Regions from separate parts of the Manis pentadactyla genome. Here region 1 is linked to region 2. A link is a contact called in public Hi-C data. All regions are on one chromosome and are shown on one strand. Each heading gives the region's core, a stretch centred on a gene start, on an enhancer-like site or on the middle of the called end of the contact. The rest is flanking DNA. Distances are from core to core; before and after follow the strand shown.

Region 1 (2,937 bases), core at 86-2,585, 230 kb before region 2:
CGCCCACACTTAGAGGGACAAGGGCTTCCAGCGGACCTCAGGGTTTCTCCACGTGTCGTCCAGAAAGCGGAGTATCAATCCACCAACCCTTCAACTAGTGGCCGAGGGCACGAGCCACCTCCTGCCAGTGCTCCCAGCAAGCCCACAGGCTGAGCTGCAGGAAAACTTAGGCTTCACAGGAGTTCTTTTTACTCCATTCTGCCTCCTAAAGTTTCTCTTCTCTAGTTAAGTGAGGGTGGCCTGATTCTTTCTTCCCATCCCAGCACATGGCAGTTCAATAATTTCCTCCATCGAGTAATAGAGTAAGTGATCTCCTTGACATTTTTTTTACCCCAAAGGAAGATGCCACTTAAAGCCACACTTGCTGTACATTTGATAACAAACCTAAGTTCCTGGGGGAGGGAACCAGGCTCTCTTCCGTTTTGCCAGAGCCTATCAAATCTCTCCATTAAACAGTCTCAAGCCCACTAATGGGTAAATGCGCGCCTATCTTGTTCCAGCGATTTCTTTCCTGCCCGGAGTACATGCCTCCTGGCATTTGTGAATGCACTCTCCAAGGAAAGCGAAAGCCCAAAGTGATCTTGGAGACCCTTCGCCGAGAAGATGTTTTTTGCATGAGACAGAAAGCTTATGAGCTTTGCAGGGCGTGGCTCCATCCTAGGAGGCCGGTTTTCTTGCAAACCAAGCAGCTGACAGTTCTGGGAGGGCTCTAGGCTGCGCTCCAGCGGGCTGGAGGGCTGGGCGCGAGGAGCCGGGTGCCCGGGAGCACCGGCGAGAGCGGCGGGCGCTGCCTATCGGATCACTCAAGCGTACGCCTTGGGGGTGCCGGCGGCTCGCTGCCCTGCACCCTCCGCGCGCCCAGGGACCTCCGAACCCCGGACCTACCTGTGAAGGCGACGCCCGCGTTGTTGACCAGCACGTTGAGGCCCCCGTACTGCTTGCGCAGGAAGTCGCGCAGGGCGCGGATGCTCTGCAGGTCGTCGATGTCCAGCAGGTGGAAGCGCGGGCTCAGGCCCTCGGCCTGCAGCTGCTGCACGGCCGCCTGGCCCCGCGCCGCGTCCCGCGCCGTGAGCACCACGTCCCCCGAGAACTGCCGGCACAGGTCGCGCGCGATGGCGAAGCCGATGCCCTTGTTGGCTCCGGTGACCAGCGCCACGCGGCTGCAGGACGACATGGCTGGGTGGGAGGCGCGCGGGCCGCGGGCCGAGGAGAGCGGACTGTGCTGTGGGTCACCGCGGGCGCGCGCTGCAGAGACCCGGCCACAGTTAGAGAAGCTGCACAGAAGTGTGTTCTAGGATCCAGTGCTGCGACTTCTAGAGACCGAGGCCGCGAGGCTCGGTCCCTCCCCTCCGAGGAGTGGCCGTCTGTTCCCGAAGGTTTCGTAACGCCCCACTCCCGGGTCCAGCCCCTCCCCGTGCTGCGTCCTTTTTTGATCCGGCGTCTGAGCCACGATGTGGTCCGCGGGCGAAGCCGTTGGTTAGCCCCAAAGCAAGACCGGACGGTGAGGGGTTGATGGGGTCTGAAGATTCACTCGGATTGAAGAAACTACTTCAGGAAAGCCCCAAAAGGAGAAAAGCCAGTGCTGAGTAATTTTCCTGGGTATGTGCCCATCAACCCCCTCAAAATGAGATTGCTTCCTTTTTCCTCAAATGCGACAAAATTACTTAGACACGGTGAGTGCTTCTCAGGACATGGATCCCCTTTCTTGCTTAAGCAAGAAGAGAGAAAAGAGGCCCCACGAGTGCATTTACAGGTGTGGACAGCGTACGGTGCTCTGTGTGACTCCTTCTGCGCCCCCAAGCGGGAGGGAATGTTTACGAAGCTCTTACTGTGTGCCAAGCCACTTTCTGGAATGCTTTTAATGAAATCCTTACGTAAGTCCTATGGATGCTAAGTGTCTGCGTTTCCGTTTTGTCCAAGGAGGACATATATAATTTATTTTCTCCCAGTGAAATCGGTGTACTCTCACAGTTACATCTGAAAATGAATCCCCAAAGGTGTGTTAAACTGTGGATAGGCAATTGGAATTTCCTCACCTTGTCTTAGTGTAATCTGTGTTTGATTAGTTACTTTTAGGTTTATGGAGAGGTGTGATCTCATTATGAACCGGCTTTTCCTGAGAGCTGGCTAGGCTGTTTACGCCTCCATCACCTCCACTCTACCTGGTCCAACAAGGGAGGTCGGGAAGGTGAACCCTAACCCTTGCTGTGTGTGGTCCCCTGCTGGGGCTCCACCGATATATTCTTTACTTCTAAAGATTATTTGGAGCTCTAGTGTAAAGACAAAGAGCTATTCAGATTTTCTCTTTCTTCTTGAGTGAGCCTAATTTTTGTTTTTCAAAAATTGTATATATTTCATCTACACTATTGACTCTGTTGACATGAAGTTATTCATAATAAGCCCTTATTAATCCTTTTAATATTGGTAGTGAGGCCATCTCGCTCATTCCTGATATTGGTAATTTGTGTCTTCCATATTTTTTTTTCTGATTTGTGTGGTGAGAGGTTTATCAATTTTATTGATTATCCTCAAGGAAGAAGCTCTTGGTTTCATTTTTTTTCTCTATTTTTTTCTGATTATATTATATTTCTGTTCTAACCTTTATTTCCTCCCTTTTGCCTAATTTGGGTTTTATTTGCTTTTCTAGTTTCTTACCATGGAAGCTGAGATCATTTTTTTTTCTAATGTAGGCATTCAGAGCTGTTAATTTCCTATGTCATATAAACACTGATGTGTTGTGTTTTCTTTCAATCAGTTTAAAATATTTTCTAATTTACATTTTTGTATTTTCCTTGACCAGGGATATTGAAAAGTATATTTTTTAGTTTCCAGCTATTTGGGGATTTCTGGATATCTTGCTATTATCGATTTTGAATTGAATTTAATTCCATTGTAACTAGCAGACATACACTGTATGACTTGAATTGTTTTCAAAGA
Region 2 (3,048 bases), core at 241-2,740:
AGATGAGCTTCTTGTTTGGCAGGATCCATGTGTACTGTCACACATGGTTGCTGGGAAATTCCATGCTATCCACAGGACTCCACTGGGATAGGACGACTGGAAGCTCCATGCCTGGTCTTTCCTGGACCATGCTCAGGGACCCCCATGTGTGAGGGGCAGAGAACAAGTAAAGGGCCTGTGGAGGGAGACTTTGACTGAAGAGCTGAGGAAGAGAAAGAGGCACTTGTGCAGGGGATGTTATCACTGATGGCCACTGACAAGTGTGTAGTCCAGAGAAGAGGGGCCCCTGGTCCTGAGGAGACACACCCCGGGGGCCAGTGTAGAGTGCACAGGGCCTGGAGATGAGGTCAGGGGCAGCAGGGCCATATCACACCAGAGTCACTCTGTGGGGGCTGCTCACTAGATTCACCTTGTGGTCTCACCAGAGGCAGCAGCTCCGTGCAGACATCTCGGGTACCAAAAAAGTTGGTTTTCATCGTCACTTCTGCTTGAATATGAAATGGTGTGGAATCATTAGCTTTAGGAGAGAAAGAAAGTAGAAATAATAAATAGTAGTCATGTTGTAAAACTTCCACAGAATGATATAAAGAAAAAAGTGGTTGCAAAATCTGGTGAATTTTGTGTTGCACTGGCATTGAGTTACAGTTGTACTCTTGTCAATTTCAGGGTTCCATAATGTTCTGTAGCGTTGTAAGAGGGTACCATTGGGGGAGGCTGGGTGAAGGGAGCACACATGGGATCTCTGTGAACCAGTTTGTGAAATTTTCTTTATTTCAAAATGCACTGAAAGTTCACCTAACTGCCCTAGAGTACAATCCGAGGGAAACTGTGCCACCTGGAAAACATCCCCAGGAGTTGAGTCAAAGAAACACAAAGGTCCCTCTGGCTGGGACTTGCTCCAATTCCCGCTGGACTCTGCTCTAGCTGTCCCCCCACCCTTCCTCCTTCTCTAGGGAGCCATTCTGGACCCAAAGGCCTAAGGAGCCCCCCAACAACAGCGATCTCCAGACAGATCCAGCCCATCCTGTCTGGGGGTGTTCCGCGTGACCTCCTCGCCTGCCGTCCCAGCACCCAGCCCCTTCCTTACTCTTGAAGGCGATGCCCGCGTTGTTGACCAGCACGTCGAGGCCCCCGTACTCCTTGAGCAGGAAGTCGCGCAGGGCCCGGATGCTCTGCCGGTCGTCGATGTCCAGCAGGTGGAAACGCGGGCTCAGACCCTCGGCCTTAAGCTGCTGCACGGCCGCCTGGCCCCGCGCCTCGTCTCGCGCTGTGAGCACCACGTCCCCCGGGAACTGCCGGCACAGGTCGCGCGCGATGGCGAAGCCGATGCCCTTGTTGGCCCCGGTGACCAGCGCCACGCGGCTGCAGAATGACATGGCTGGGTGGTGGGTCACGCGGCGCGGGCGTTGAGCGTGGACTCAACCGGAAAGGAGCCAGTATAGCTGTCGCCTCAATTTCTGCGCGGTGCTGGGGAGGTTGCACGGCAGCGGGGAGGTGGGGTTAGCGGTGGAGCGCGCATGCGCAGCCTCGGGCCCCGCCCCGCGGAGAAGGCCAAGGCCCCGGGCAGGGTGGCAGTTTGTGGCGCAGCCGCTGATGGCTCGGGCTGCTGGCGGCGGCCGACTGCCCGCTTGGCTGCAGCGAACCCTTCCGTTTGGTCGTGTGACTACATTTAAATTGAACCTTTATTCCTGGATGTCCAAGAGTTTTTCCTCGTATTCCCCCAACTATTCAGCTATTGACAGTAGCACTTGAAGAAATAGGGCATTTGTACAGAATTTTTTTTTTCTTGGTTGACAAAATACCGTTTGACCTGAGTCTTTGGAACTACAGTTGTGGCATAAGCTGAAAGAACAAGACAAGGGATGAAGTGTGTGTGGATTTCTTCCCAAAGAATGTAAAGGCAAAGCTACTGGCTTAGTCTTCACTACTTTTCACCTAATAGTGGGGAACGTTTATTGAATCATCCCGGGATATCTCCCTAGACGCTTGTAGGGTCATCAAGTTACCTGTGTACATGTCCTACAGGGTGCAGGTGCCGGCCGGCTTTAAAGCCCTTTCTCACACACCAGGATGCATCTTATCTCCATTTTAAAGTGAGGAGATGGATCCTCAGAAAGTTTATAAATTAGATTAGCGGCGGGAGAATTGTCTTCCTCACTATTTACTAATAGCAGAGAAATAGAGGACTACACCGTCAAGTTTCGTTTGTGAGCTGCCCTTTATGATAGTCATTAGCATTAAACGTCCATTTAAATGTAATCAAAATAATAGAATTTAGAATTCATCTCTTTATGTTGCATGACCCACATTTCAAGTGCTCAATAGTCACATGGTTAGTGGTCACTGTATTGGACAGTGCAGATAAGAGATATTTCCATCACAGAAGAAAGTTCTGTTGAACAGCTGTACTTTAGATAGATTGAATTATGTTGCGATTGCAAGGGTAGGTTCCCAACCAGTTGCAAAAACCAAAATTAATAACCAAGGAAAGACCTTTATGGGTTTTTTGGACTTAAATTTTTATTGAAAGAATTTCAGATTCACATGCAGTAGTAAGAAGTAATACAGAGATTCCTTATAATTTAGCCAGTTTTTCTCAGTGGTAACATTTTGCAAAGTTATGGTGCTTATCACCATCAGGTTATTCATATCAAAACAATCCACCAATATGTTCAGATTTCCTCAGTTTTATTTGTTCATATTTGTGTATGCATGTGTGTGTGTGTGCACATATTTGGATCTGCAAAGTCTTATTACATGTGTAGGTTTGTGTATCTGTCACTACAGTCAGGACATAAAACATTTCCATCAAGGAATCCCTCCTGTTGTTTTTTATAATCAAACACTTTCTCTTGCCCCCACCCTCTCAACCATATTCCCTGGCCACCACTAATCTGCTCTTCATTTGTAAAATTTAAATATTTCAAAAATGTCGCATCAATGGAGTTGTAACATTTTGGGATTAGTTTTTATTCACTCAGGATAACTGAGAGCTTTGTTTTGAATTTTCTTCCTTATCCAAATGTATGCTTGTTCTGTCATTTGCTG

Evidence for each region. Hi-C and Micro-C count contacts between places; a contact is called where the count stands out from the background.
Region 1: a Hi-C map of skin fibroblasts shows a contact between it and region 2, with 2.8 times the contacts expected there. The contact joins the promoter of CBR3 here to the promoter of LOC118909601 in region 2. A contact is called at or near these places in 2 of 3 Hi-C or Micro-C datasets (fibroblasts and skin fibroblasts).

What each region holds. Positions count from the first base shown.
Region 1 is chr1:188,630,547-188,633,483 of mManPen7.hap1, reverse strand. CBR3 (carbonyl reductase 3) reads right to left here and starts at 1,335. Exons shown (of 3, transcript XM_036899325.2): 1 at 886-1,335. The coding sequence starts at 1,174. LOC118919399 (a long non-coding RNA gene) reads left to right here and starts at 1,454. Exons shown (of 2, transcript XR_005027494.2): 1 at 1,454-1,673.
Region 2 is chr1:188,399,026-188,402,073 of mManPen7.hap1, reverse strand. LOC118909601 (carbonyl reductase [NADPH] 1) reads right to left here and starts at 1,490. Exons shown (of 3, transcript XM_036880248.2): 1 at 1,088-1,490; 2 at 410-517. The coding sequence starts at 1,376.